2 separate regions of the Triticum aestivum genome follow, and region 1 is linked to region 2. Evidence: chromatin contacts called from public Hi-C data. All regions are on one chromosome and are shown on one strand. The core of a region is the stretch at or near the end of the contact, and the rest is flanking DNA. Distances in the headings are between cores, read along the strand shown.

Region 1 (7,051 bases), core at 2,017-4,516, 590 kb after region 2:
CACGAAGGAGAGCTTGGTCAGTTGTGCATGGGTGTCGTGGATCTATGCTAACGCTTGCCATGGGCTCCTCGGCCTCCTTCATTGCCTGCTTCTTGGAGTTCCTAGAGGACCAGAGCTGCTCCTTGATCTTCTCAAGCCCGTCTTGCAGATGCGAGGGCATGGACCCTAGCTCTGGTAGCTTCATTGACGATCTCCTCTTCTCATGTTCACACTCAATAAAAATATATGAAGCATTGGTGGTGAGAATAAAGTTGAGGAAGGGGTGTGATTGTTGTTATTGCATAATGTTGGTGGAACAAAACACAAAACACACAAGAGAACAATTAATTGCCATCCATAGATGGTGTGGAAAACATATAGTACAATACATTTACATCCATCCAGCTTGTTGAGGCCGTAAAATTTAGTCCCTAAACTCAGACAATGTTTCATTTTGGTCCTCACGCTTGCTAGGGTCTGTATGTTGTCCTCTGTACATTTCTCATTTGTATCGAGTTAATGTGGCCTATATGCTCAGCCGAATGTGGTGTATCAACATAGATAGGAAGGCTAGTATAAGATGTGGATGCATTGAATTATGAAGAACCTACATTATTTTCATAGTGGCTATATATGCAATGAAGTTTTTGAGAGAATTCCAGTCTTTTACCTCTAAGTTGCTACTTGTGACACTTTTTTAGCTTATCTAGCACACATTAAAAAATCCCTCCATGATACCCCATTTAATCAAGTTTGTTCCAGTTTTTACCAATTTCAAAATTTTGCCCATTCTATCAAGTAGGGTTTGCCTTCGGTCCGACGCAGCCATGAGTCAAATGCTAGATAGGTGGCACATCATTCCTTGGGGGCGCTTCCAGGAGCGACAAATGGGGCACATGGCGAGTTGGTTAAGGACAATCAACTTGGTATACTCTTCCCGCACCTCTTAAATTGTTTCTCACTTTCATCGCGTGCGAAGGTTGGTGTTTCTAGAGCAGCGACGCTAGAGGCAAAATGGCAATAGAGGAAGTGGTGACGATAACTGATGTTGATGTGCGATCGACACTATGGTTGCTCTATTAGTTTACATGGGACACGGGGTGCACGAAGAGGTCGACACAAAGGAAGCCGAAGGGGGTTGTGTTGCTGAACCATGCTCATTCTTTCACCGGCATATCACACTCAGGCGATGACTAGCCCCTACCGCCTCACAATACCCCATGTTTAAACAAAAATGTCCGGCCCTAGTAGCGGCAACTAGCCGGGATAAAGCTCACCATGCACCCCCATCAGCAGTCTAAAATGTTGTGTTGATTGGAAGACCCCAACGAATCTGGCATTTGAATCCACACGCCACACCAGACTGGCAGTGGGACCCACCTGATAGACCGGAGCAAAATTTTAGAAGGGGTAAAAAATAGAAGCAACTTGCGTTTGTAGGACTTTCTGTTAAACAAGACAATAAGTGTCACAAACTACAACTTAAAGGTCATTTTTCTTAAAGGAGTATTAATCAACCGCAAATATTCTTTTTTTTCTAGATGGACCAATGGCAAATGTTTACCTGTTCTAAAAGTGAGGATAGTGGAGAGGATGGTCATCCGTTTCCTTCTTCTTTTCGACACTTACCTTGTTGTCTTCTCGACATAGTTTTCTCTTTCATTTATGGTTTTGTACTCTTCACTTCTTCTCGACAACGTGGTCGGTGGCGGAGACGACGTTCGGCATGGATCCCGGGGCGAAGGCACTGGAAGGTGGCGGCAGGTGAAGCTCAGGCTGCCCACGACGGCATGGCGTGGTGTTGTCCCTGTCCAAGGTGGATCTGCACCAGTGATCTGGTGGCTTTAGCTCTGAATTGGTTTGGATCAGAGATGGTGACGAGCGTGCGGGAGACCTCTCGGCGGCTCTCGTGGTTGGGTGAGGCTGGGTGGCAGCCCTCCTCCCAGGCTCCGGTGGTGGCACTCACAGGCAGTTGCCGATGTGCCAGGGCTCCCATGGTGGCAGTGCTGATGTGGATGGTCGCCGGATCTAGATGGCTAGATTTGGGGCTTTGGAGGCGGCTGGGACTGTGCACAGGTTGTCGGTTGGATTTCTTGAGACAGGTCCGGGTGAAAACCTAGTCTTCGGTTGGTGGCCGGAGCCGGTGATGGTGACGCCCTTGGCATCGTTTCCTTCATGAAGGCATCATCGAGGTGGAGCTTCCAACTCCTCCCGCTACCTCCGGGGGAAACCCTTGATTAGTTGATCGGATGATGGCGGCGCTCTTTGTGTCGTTCCCTCCTTGGGGGCGTCATTCTTGGATGTGTGCATTGGCTTGAGGGACCAGTGGATGGTTTTAGCGGTGGAGCGGTGTTTCATGTCATGCATCGACGATGCGGAGTCTCGGCGGCGTGGCGCAGCAGGGTCTCGGTGACGGATGTGATGATGGACGCACGTAGGGAGGTGGCGTTGTCTGGCGCCCTAGTGGCGTCGACGGCAGGCCTGGCAATCGATGCGGCAGTACCTGCTCTGAAGATGGATCGATGAAAGACGGCGGCGGGGGCCTCTGAAAGGGCGCCAGACCGATGTGTGCCCCAGACCCGGCAGTGTGGCTTGGTTGGCGCCTCAGATTTTAGATGTTAGACTTTGACGCGAGGTTTGTTTGGTATTTGGCTCAGACTTTCGACACCCCTTCATGAGTTGGATAGGAATAGCGACAAATATTGCCAAGAAGGTGGCTTCGGACTCACTGATGTATTACTTTATAACGTCTTTGTGGATAAGTAATAAAATGGTTGCATGCCCTTTAAAAAAACTTCTTCTAATTTTAAAAAAACTTCTTCTTAATTAAATGAAAACAACGTTGCTGTCTTTCGTAAAAAGAAATAAAGAAAATAAAAACAGTGTACATCTTATCCACGGGAAAAAAACGGTTGGATCTCTGAGACTGCACCCGCCTATGATTATCTTTCTATTGGTTTTTCTGTTCTCCTACAGTAGGATGTACGTAGTAGGTACCATGTTTATCTGTTCTGATTTCACGGTTATCCAGCTCTGTTCTGGCACACACGCTGGTTGTGTGGCTCGCCGCTTCTCTACACCGACGTTGGACGTGACCACCTGAGCAGCAGTGCGAAAGACGCATCGGTTTCACCCTCCCGGCCCCCATCCGGCGATCGCCGTCGCCATTAACAACGACCAACAGCTAGCAATATATCTATTGAAATCTATTCACGCCTAAAGAAAATACTATATTTTTATCCATGGCGCTGGCGTCGCGTATGCATGCTGCTGCTGCACGCTCCCACCCCAACCCCGCAACCCGTCCGTCGCAGTCGCCGTTACCAGCGAGACCCTCGTACGCCGAGTTCTGGACCGTATAAAGCAGCGGGTCCTGGCACAGAGAGACCCATAGCCAGACCTCCCTCCCGCCGGTTCACTCCACCCCCCCTCGCAGCCACCATGACCCAAGAACGGGAGCCGCTCCTGCAGCAAAACGGGGGCGTCGGCAATGCCGCCGCCGGGAGCAAGGGCTCGCCGGCCGTTCTGCCGTCCCTGGCCAGGTCCGTGCTCAAGTTCCTCATGTGGGCGGTGTTCCTCACCTGGGCCGCGGGGATCTTCTTCTACCCCACCGCGCCCGTGCAGACGGCGTTCCGCAAGTGGGCGGACATCACCAGCACGGAGGGCCTGATCACCGGCCTCACTGGTACGCAGCCTCCAAGAATTCTGCCCCCTCTTATCTGAGGCAGGGGAAAGTAGGTGATCGCTCTGGAGACGGGTTCGTTCGTACTAATTGGGGTTCCCCTTTCCCTTTCTCGCCTCTCGCAGGGACCGTTTTTCTTTTCTTCAGCGGGCCGATTCTGCTAATTGCAGCTCTGGCATATGTGTACATCTTCGCCTTCCCGGGTGATCACGTCCAGTGAGTATTCCTCCTTGTGTGAATTTTGCGGCAATTTGGTGCTTTCAGTTCATTTATTTAGAGAGTATTCAGATGAGCCCTTTCTTTCCCTGAATTGATAGAGTACCTGCACTAAAAATTCAGAGTATCTTTTTTTATTCAAGCACTGGATTCTCTGGATATATTAGCAAAATCTTGCAACTGCAGTCCAATTCTCGTATAAGGTGTTATTGCAGGAGTTACACAGGCTTTGCTCATTTTGACATGAAAACAGCACGATGAACTGAACCACCATAGAAAATCGAACTAACAAAATAGTACTCCATCTGTTCACAAATATGACATGTTTTGACTGAAATGAGTGACCAAACACACTAAAAGTGTCTATATACATCTGATTCACAAAAAGGTTACTAGAACATATTTTATTTGTGAACGGAGAGAGTAGTGTAGTGGTCTGCCTCATGCTGCCATCGCTAATTATGTACCTGCTCTTTGCTACCAGAAAGAAGAAGCTGAGGTCACTGAGTTTCCGTCTCTGGACTTTTCCGGTTCTTGTTGATGGTCCACTCGGTGTTGTCTCCGCTGTTGAGTTTATCGGAATCGTCTTGTTCATCGTCTATATTGTCTTCTCGATGACCTATTATGTTGTAGACAGTGTGAGCTTCATCTCCAAAGCGCACTTGCCCCCAACTACTCGCAGGTATGTTGTATTATGAAACCTGTTAAGTGAGAAATGTTTCATGCCAGTACTGATCGACTAATCCTCTTCTTATCCTTACAGTTACCGAGCATGAAAAATACCAAATTATATTTTTATTTAGTGATAGTACCATATTATTCTCATCACTGCGGCTAAAGTAATGAAGATGGTATAGATTTTGGCGTCAGTACATTATTAAGCCTCAAGTATTAGTTAGTACTTGTAGGGGTTAAGTTTTATGTGGTTCAAGCTGAAGTTATTACGTTCAGAAAAAGATTGGTGGAGGATAGATCATTGTATGGTCATTTTTAGAGCCATCACTTCGTTGACGTGGAAATCAAAATGGAACATACACATATATCTGCAGTAACTTAAATTCGTGATCTGTATACGTCAAATACATATTGATATGAGTTGATGGTACCTTGTTGTCCTGTAACTGATTCAGAATGCTCAGTTGACATGCTACTACTGAGACTGATGATATTGCTGAAACATAGCGTATAGAATAGTATAGAATTAGTTACCATCTCAACACAGTTCTAAGACGGCATAAGTTTTGCCTTGCAGTGAGTTGTTACTGGCTCTCATAGGCCTCCGTTTCGGATCAGTTGGCTTGTTTTGCATGATCTTCCTGTTCCTGCCCGTCTCAAGGGGTTCAGTTCTTCTCCGGCTTATCGACATTCCATTTGAGCATGCTACTAGATACCATGTCTGGTTGGGGCATCTCACAATGGCTCTCTTTACGCTGCACGGCTTGTGTTATGTGATCTCATGGTCCCTCCTGGGGCGCCTAATTGAAGAAGTAAGTTCAAAAAATATACAGAACAATTTAGAGTGATAATTTGCTATTGCCAATTTTGTCATGTGTGATTGTCATATTGTTACTGCAAACAAGCGACCAGAATGTGCTGAAAATAATAGACCGACCATATGTGACTGAAAACTATTTTATGTCTGAAAGAAAGTATGCAAATCTATTTTTGACGGTTAAGTACGCAAATTTGGACTGAGGGCATATTAACATGTTTGTTGTAAGCGTTCTCCATCCATCTTAGAACCTATTAATGGTACTCTTGGCCTTATTGATAGCTGATCCAATGGAAAGAAGTCGGAATAGCAAACTTAGCCGGCGTGATCAGCTTGGCGGCTGGTCTGCTGATGTGGGTGACATCGCTTCACCCGGTACGGAAGAGGTTCTTCGAGCTCTTCTTCTACACCCACCAGCTCTACGTGGTTTTCGTGGTGTTCTTGGTGCTCCACGTCGGCGACTTCGTCTTCAGCATCTCGGCCGGCGCTGTCTTCCTCTTCATGCTCGACCGCTTCCTGAGGTTCTGGCAATCGAGGACCAAAGTCGACATCGTTTCTGCGGCCTGCCGGCCATGCGGAACGGTGGAGCTAGTCTTCTCAAAGCCACCAAGTATGTCAAGATCTCGGTCGATCAAGATTCATTCCCTGCATGAAGTTCATGAGTGTTTGGTTACTGTCACTACAAACTCACTGAGAGTATACATATACAATTGTGTGTGGATTTCTGCAGGTCTTCGGTACAATGCTCTCAGTTTCATCTTTGTTCAAGTGCGTGAGCTGTCGTTCTTGCAGTGGCACCCGTTCAGCGTGTCCTCCAGCCCTATGGATGGGAGGTACCACATGTCGATCCTCATAAAGGTTCTTGGCACATGGACTGATACGCTGAAGCGCATCATCGCCGATGTCCAAGAGCAGAAGACCAGGAGCGACTCTGACTCTGATCAGTCGCAAACTGGTCGCATTACCGCCTCCATCGAAGGGCCGTATGGGCACGAATCACCCTACCACCTGATGTAAGTTCTTCAGTTTGTCTTTCTTCGGTTAAGTGATTCAGACACCATTGGGAAAAGTTCAAGTCAATACTTTGTTTGCATTGTGTGTGCTTTCAGGTATGAGAATCTCATCCTGGTGGCAGGAGGCATTGGCATTTCGCCATTCTTGGCAATTTTGAGCGATATTATCCACAGGATCGGGCAAGGTATGCCATGCGCGCCCAAGAATGTACTGGTTCTGTGGTCAGTTAAGAAGACCTCGGAGCTTTCTCTCCTGTTGGCCGTCGATGCTCAGTCCATCAGCTCATCCGTCTGTGACAAGTTGCATCTGGACATCCAAGCCTTTGTGACGCAGGAATCCGATCCTCCACTGGTAAGACCATTTACTCCATCGTTGATGATCCAAATATCCAGTTATTGTCTTCTCCGTTTTACCCATGAGAAGCAGTGTGCTTCAGTTGGCTACAAGATTTGGATGGTTCACTTCAAATCGTCAATGATTCCATGGCAATGGCAACATGGCTTTACAGGAAGATGGCATTGTTGGGGATGACCAGAAGGCCCCCGGCATATTCGTCAAGAACGGGACGGCCATGTCCGGGCTGGTGGGCACCGGGGACAACTTCTGGGCGGCCATGTACTTCGCCGCGTCCACCCTGGGCTCCGTCCTGGCGTTCGTGCTGGTGCAGC
Region 2 (6,651 bases), core at 1,801-4,300:
CACGTACGTACACCATTTCCATTCCACAGCTGTAAAAGTTCTTCAACTAATGGCCTTAGGTACACATCAATGTCGTTGCCGGGTTGCTTAGGGCCTTGGATGAGAACTGGCATCATAATGAACTTCCGCTTCATGCACATCCAAGGAGGAAGGCTATACATACATAGAGTCACGGGCCAGGTGCTGTGATTGCTGCTCTGCTCCCCGAAAGGATTAATGCCATCCGCGCTTAAAGCAAACCATACGTTCCTTGGCTCACTTGCAAACTCATCCCAGTACTTTCTCTCGATTTTTCTCCACTGCGACCCGTCAGCGGGTGCTCTCAACTTCCCGTCTTTCTTACGGTTCTCACTGTGCCATCGCATCAACTTGGCATGCTCTCCATTTATGAACAGACGTTCCAACCGTGGTATTATAGGAGCATACCACATCACCTTCGCAGGAACCCTCTTCCTGGGGTGCTCGCTGTCAACATCACCAGGGGCATCTCGTCTGATCTTATACCGTAATGCACCGCATACCGGGCATGCGTTCAGATCCTTGTACGCACCGCGGAAGAGGATGCAGTCATTAGGGCATGCATGTATCTTCTGCACCTCCAATCCTAGAGGGCATACGACCTTCTTTGCTGCGTATGTACTGTCGGGCAATTCGTTATCCTTTGGAAGCTTCTTCTTCAATATTTTTAGTAGCTTCTCAAATCCTTTGTCAGGCACAGCATTCTCTGCCTTCCACTGCAGCAATTCTAGTACGGTACCGAGCTTTGTGTTGCCATCTTCGCAATTGGGGTACAACCCTTTTTTGTGGTCCTCTAACATGCGATCGAACTTCAGCTTCTCCTTTTGACTTTCGCATTGCGTCCTTGCATCGACAATGACCCGACAGAGATCATCATCATCAGGCACATCGTCTGGTTCCTCTTGATCTTCAGCAGCTTCGCCCGTTGCAGCATCATCGTGCATATCGTCTGGTTCCTCTTGATGTTCAATAGCATCACCGTATTCAGTGGGCACATAGTTGTCATCGTACTCTTCTTCTTCGCCGTCTACCATCATAACCCCTATTTCTCCGTGCCTCGTCCAAACAGTGGCATGAAACCCTTGTAAAGCAGGTGGGTGTGGAGGATTTTCTGGTCAGAGTAAGACTTCGTACTCCCACATATAGGGCATGGACAACACATAAAACCATTCTGCTTGTTTGCCTCAGCCACTTCGAGAAAATCATGCACACCCTTAATGTACTCGGAGGTGTGTCTTGAACCGTACATCCATTGCCGGTTCATCTGCGTGCATTATATATAATTAAGTGTGTCAAAAATCATTACAGAATATCATGAATAGATAATTAAGTGACCAAATTAATAGAAGTTCATCATCACATTAAAACCAAAGTACATACATAGTTCTCATCTAACAACATAAAGCTCTGTAGAGCATCTAAAATAATTAAACCATACACTGAAACTATGTAAAACATTTCAATGCGAAAAAAATGCGATCATAATCGCAACCAATGTAACAACTGATCCAACGGCATAATGATACCAAGCCTCGGTATGAATGGCATATTTTCTAATCTTTCTAATCTTCAAGCGCATTGCATCCATCTTGATCTTGTGATCATCGACGACATCTGCAACATGCAACTCCAATATCATCTTCTCCTCCTCAATTTTTCTAATTTTTTCCTTCAACAAATTGTTTTCTTCTTCAACTAAATTTAACCTCTCGACAATAGGGTCGGTTGGAATTTCCGGTTCAACAACCTCCTAGATAAATAAAATCTATGTCACTTTGGTCGGCATAATTGTCATAAACAATAAATGAACCAATAGTTATGAAAAGATAATATATACCACATCTGAATCATAGACAGGACGAGGGCCGACGGGGGCGGATACCAAAACCATCGCACTATATAAGATGCAATAATAAAAGTAAGAAAATTATACAAGTATCTAAATAAACATACAAGTAAGAGTTTTTTTTTCCTTTCAGAAAGAAGATAAGAACAAGAGGCTCACCACGGTGGTGCCGGCGACGAGATCGGCGCGGGTGATCGACGGCGGTGAAGACGGGGACGGGACGTGACAGACCGCTAAACCTAGACAAATATTGAAAAAAATGGAGCTTGGAGGTGGAGCTTGGAGAGGAGAAAGCTTAAGTAGTGTGGCTCGGGCATTCCATCGAACACCTCGTGTGCATAGGAGGTGAGCTAGAGCACCACAAAGCTTTCTCCTCGCCGGCCACGAAAAACAGAGCAGTGAGAGTGCTCTGCTCGCGGGGTATATATAGGCAATTAATTGGTCCCGGTTCGTGGCTTGAACCGGGACTAAAGGGAAGCCTTTGGTCCCGGTTCAGGCCACCAACCGGGACAAATGGTGGTGGGTCAGGAGCAAGGCACATTGGTCCCGGTTCGTCCCACCAACCGGGACCAAAAGGTCCAGACGAACCGAGACCAATGGCCCACGTGGCCCGGCCGGCCCCCGGGGCTAACGAACCGGGTCCAATGCCCCCATTGGTCCCGGTTCTGAATTGAACCGGGACTAATGGGCTGACCCGGCCTGGACCATTGCCCCCTTTTCTACTAGTGCTGAGAAATAAAAAAAAGCTAAAATCTTGAATTGTATGAAGCATGGTTGTTTTCTTGAAGTTTCTGAAGGAATGTATACCATTGACTGAGAGGAATCATTCATTCCATTAGAATGGGAGTTCTTAGAGGGAATTCGGCAGAGTGTAAGTACACATAAGAGGTGTGTTTTTATTAACAGAGGAAGGCGAGAGCACGACACTTCTACAGGAAAAAGAAAGAAAATGGAATAAAAAGATGAAAAACTAAAGAGAAAAATGCTATGATCCCATGATAAGATGTCGGCCACCAGCGAGGGCCCACATGAGCAAACCTATAGTACGTAGATCCTAAGACACATAATATTTGATTAAGGGACATAATTGGATTAGAAGTTCAGATTAGAAATGTTTCTTAAAGTAGTGCATCATAGCCCGTAGCATCACACGGGGTACGCAGACCCGCACCACCCACTCCCCCACCCCACCCATCTATCAGATCTTGATTCCCTTCCCTAAAAAAAAATCTTGATTCCCAGCGTCCAGATCCAGCCGGCTCTCCCGTCCGTGCATTGAGAAGTCAAAGGAAGACTCCCAGCATGCTCCACCAGACACAGCTCGACCTTGTCCCCAAGAAGGCCGACTGACAGTCTTGTATAGTAGAGAGGGACGAAACCAAGAATAGTCTCTTCCTAGCTCCTGCGCGCATCGGCCATGGTTCAAGGCTTCAATCTAGATCTGTCGGAACTGAATGGTGATCATCGTGTTGCATCCATTATATAGGTAATATATATTCTACTGTGTTATTAGTCTATTTGCTGGTTCCGAGTTTCTTTCGTCTTCTTCGGAACAACAATTAGTTCTAATTTAATTTCTTTCCAATCCCTCTCCGACTATCCGACCACCTCCAGCTGGAGTGTCGATCGGATTGCGAGAGAGTTATGGGGGCGGTGGCCGCTTCCGAGCAGAGGGCGAAGAAAACGATGAAGGAAGCATTAGAGGAGATAGAGCCGCTCCCCTGGAGGATGTCCGAACTGCTGCAGTACCATAGCGGGCGGCGCCTCAGTGCTGCCGATGACCGAATATTACAGATTTTCCGGCTCGTTGTGGTCGAGCTGAGAGACATCGCAGCATCACTGGACCAGCTTCTGCCACTGCTGGATCTCAGACCGTACCATGTCGAGAACTATGAGCTGTGGCTGCTCAAGTTGAGGAATCTGGCTCGATATATCGGGAACCACCTCGATAAGTACGAGCGTTTCATCACAAGAAAAGAACAGGAAACGTATGTGCGAACTGCCTGCTTCCGTTGTGATTCAGAGTTCCGGTTACCGCATCCGGATGTAACGCGACTCATCGAGGAAGAGCTTTCCTGGATCAACGGACAACCTTACAGGTACGAGCATCTTATGTTGGCCGGAGATGACGATAGTATCCCCTTAAGTGGGATGCCGCAGCTGCAACCCTACGCGACGGAGGCCGGGACCGTTGCACGCGGGGACCTTCTTGTTGGCATCGAGAGCACCAGAAAGAAGCTGCTCAGGTGGTTCACGCCCGCCCAGGAAGACAACATGGCTCTCAGTATCGTGTCCATGGTTGGACCCGCTGGGGTGGGGAAAACGGCTCTTGCCAATGAGCTCTACCGACACCTCCAACAAATCGGAGGTGATGGACCCTACTTCGAGTGCTACGCTTTGGCCAATGTGTCCCCGAGGCCTTGCATCAAGGTGCTTCTGAGACACATTCTCTGCCAGATCGACAAACAAGCAGCTATAGCACCAGCGTCGATATCCACGGGGACATCCGAAATCACCATGTCAGAAGACGGCGAGGACCAGGATGAGCAGGAGCTGGTTCGCAACATTGATCAGTACCTTCAAGACCGCAGGTAACTTGATCAGTCACTTGCTACCTTAACTTCCATTTCTATCTCACACTATAATTCACCTATGCTCTAATTCAATAAAAGGTAATTTGATATTGCGATTATAAATTTTGACAGAGGGGGTTCACATCTCTCTCCTTTTTTTTCTGTTAGAAAAATAATGTTGTACATCCTTTTTTACTTGATTAGAAGTTTTTTTAGTCAGTTTGTAACAAGTAAATTGAAATGCGTACTAAATAACTAGTACGTACTACAAACTTGAGAACTATATATCTTTTTAATAGATAACCGATTTTTGTAGTCATTCTTAAGCAAAATCAGAGTAACCACATTCTTTAGTAGTGGAAGGTCATCTTGCGCCCTCTTCATCTTTAGAGCGGACCTTCATGGTTTTATTACGTGGGTTTGCCAAACGTGACAACTGGCCGAAACAATGTACCTTCAACAGACTGCGCTAAAAAAGAGTAGCTTCAACAGACAAAAGAATTGTTAAAAGTAAGTGAAATCTTGATAATAAGATAACCTTCTACCCGGATTCCGTGAAAAAGGTTATGAAAAACTTGGAAATTTGTACTCTCCTCTTAATCTATAGAGCAACGGGAGAACTCCTGCCAGTTCCAGTCAAAGAACATGGTATTATTTAGTTCTAACCTGTATATATATAACCCACTCATGTAACGGACAGGCCCGGTCGTGATATACTGGGGGCCTTGGGGCAGGAAAACAGTATGCCCCCTTATGTTATTTCAATGATATAGTTGTGTATTATTTTTTATTGCAAAGTAAAATAGTACTACATCATAAATACAGAATGTCGACGGACGTGGTATTTCTGAGCTCGAGCTCAAATTAGATGGGGTGAACAGTAAAAATCCAAAAAAGTATTTAAAAATTTCTGAATATTTTTTTGGGGCAAACATTGACAGATGTTTTGAGTGCTCACAAAATTTCATCAAGAAATGATATTCGTGGAAGTTGTGGCAAAAGAAAGTCGATACTCCAAAAGTGTCACTTTCAAAAGCATTTTGGAGTGGTGATTTTGTATTTTTTCCACGACTTCCATGGATGTCATGAATTTCATGACGAAATTTTCCAAGCACTCAAAATATTTATCAAAGTTTGTCACGAAAAATGTTAGAATTTTTTTAATTTGTTTTATTTTTCTTTGGGATTTTACTGTTGATCGCAAGCTCAAATGAGCTCGCGCGCAGAAGAGGACTTTCGGGTTTGTATACCATGTACTGGTATACATCAAGAAATAAAAGTACCTTAAAAACTAACCATAGTGGAGCCAGCAGGTGGCTACATAAAATTGCCATGTCATCAAGAGCCTTATTAATAATTCGTACAATAGAGTTGGCAATAAGGTCGACTATTAGGTTAGTCATTTTTGGCTCATGCATGAGAGCCAACTCCTCCCCTTTTTCTTTTCCTCTCTTCCCCTCATAAGCAAATGTGCCATGTAAGTGTCGGTGTCAAAACCGGCGGATCTCGGGTAGGGGGTCCCGATCTGTGCGTCTAAGGCTAATGGTAACAGGAGGCAGGGGACACGATGTTTTACCCAGGTTCGGGCCATCTCGATGGAGGTAAAACCCTACTTCCTCTTTGATTGATCTTGATGATATGAGTATTACAAGAGTTGATCTACCACGAGATCGTAGAGGCTAAACCCTAGGAGCTAGCCTATGATGATTATGATTGTCCTCCCCCTACGGACTAAACCCTCCGGTTTATATAGACACCGGAGGAGGCTAGGGTTATACAGAGTCGGTTAAAAAGAAGGACATCTAACATCCGGATCGCCAAGCTTGTCTTCCACGCCAAGGAGAGTCCCATCCGGACACGGGACGAAGTCTTGAGTCTTGTATCTTCACGGTCCAATAGTCGGGCCAAAGTACATAGTCCGGCCGTCCGAACACCCCCTAATCCAGGACTCCCTCAGTAGCCCCTGAACCGGGCTTCAATGACGATGAGTCCGGCGCGTAGATTGTCTTCGGCATTGCAAGGCGGGTTCCATCTTCGAATAATCCAAAGTAAGTCTCGAACACTTAAATCGTGTCCGGCTCTGCAAGACGATTTTCACATGCCATCGTAGAGAACGATATTCCACGAATATAATCTGTTGAAATCTTTAAATAACGTGACATCACACCATGGTCGAGCCATCATCGAACCGTCCTCCCCCAGCCAGCCACCGCA

The links. A called contact is a pair of places that touch in the nucleus more often than the background predicts.
Region 1: a Hi-C map of an unstated tissue shows a contact between it and region 2, with 6 times the contacts expected there. The contact joins the promoter of LOC123045569 here to the promoter of LOC123045568 in region 2. A contact is called at or near these places in 3 of 5 Hi-C or Micro-C datasets (leaf and an unstated tissue).

Annotation. Positions count from the first base shown.
Region 1 is chr2B:482,503,151-482,510,201 of IWGSC CS RefSeq v2.1, forward strand. LOC123045569 (ferric reduction oxidase 7, chloroplastic) reads left to right here and starts at 3,267. Exons shown (of 9, transcript XM_044468678.1): 1 at 3,267-3,664; 2 at 3,787-3,877; 3 at 4,362-4,559; 4 at 5,130-5,364; 5 at 5,652-5,979; 6 at 6,100-6,382; 7 at 6,479-6,734; 8 at 6,892-7,051. The coding sequence starts at 3,421.
Region 2 is chr2B:481,912,098-481,918,748 of IWGSC CS RefSeq v2.1, forward strand. It overlaps LOC123045568 (disease resistance protein Pik-1), which reads left to right and starts at 3,051. Exons shown (of 3, transcript XM_044468676.1): 1 at 3,051-3,350; 2 at 3,479-4,455. The coding sequence starts at 3,509.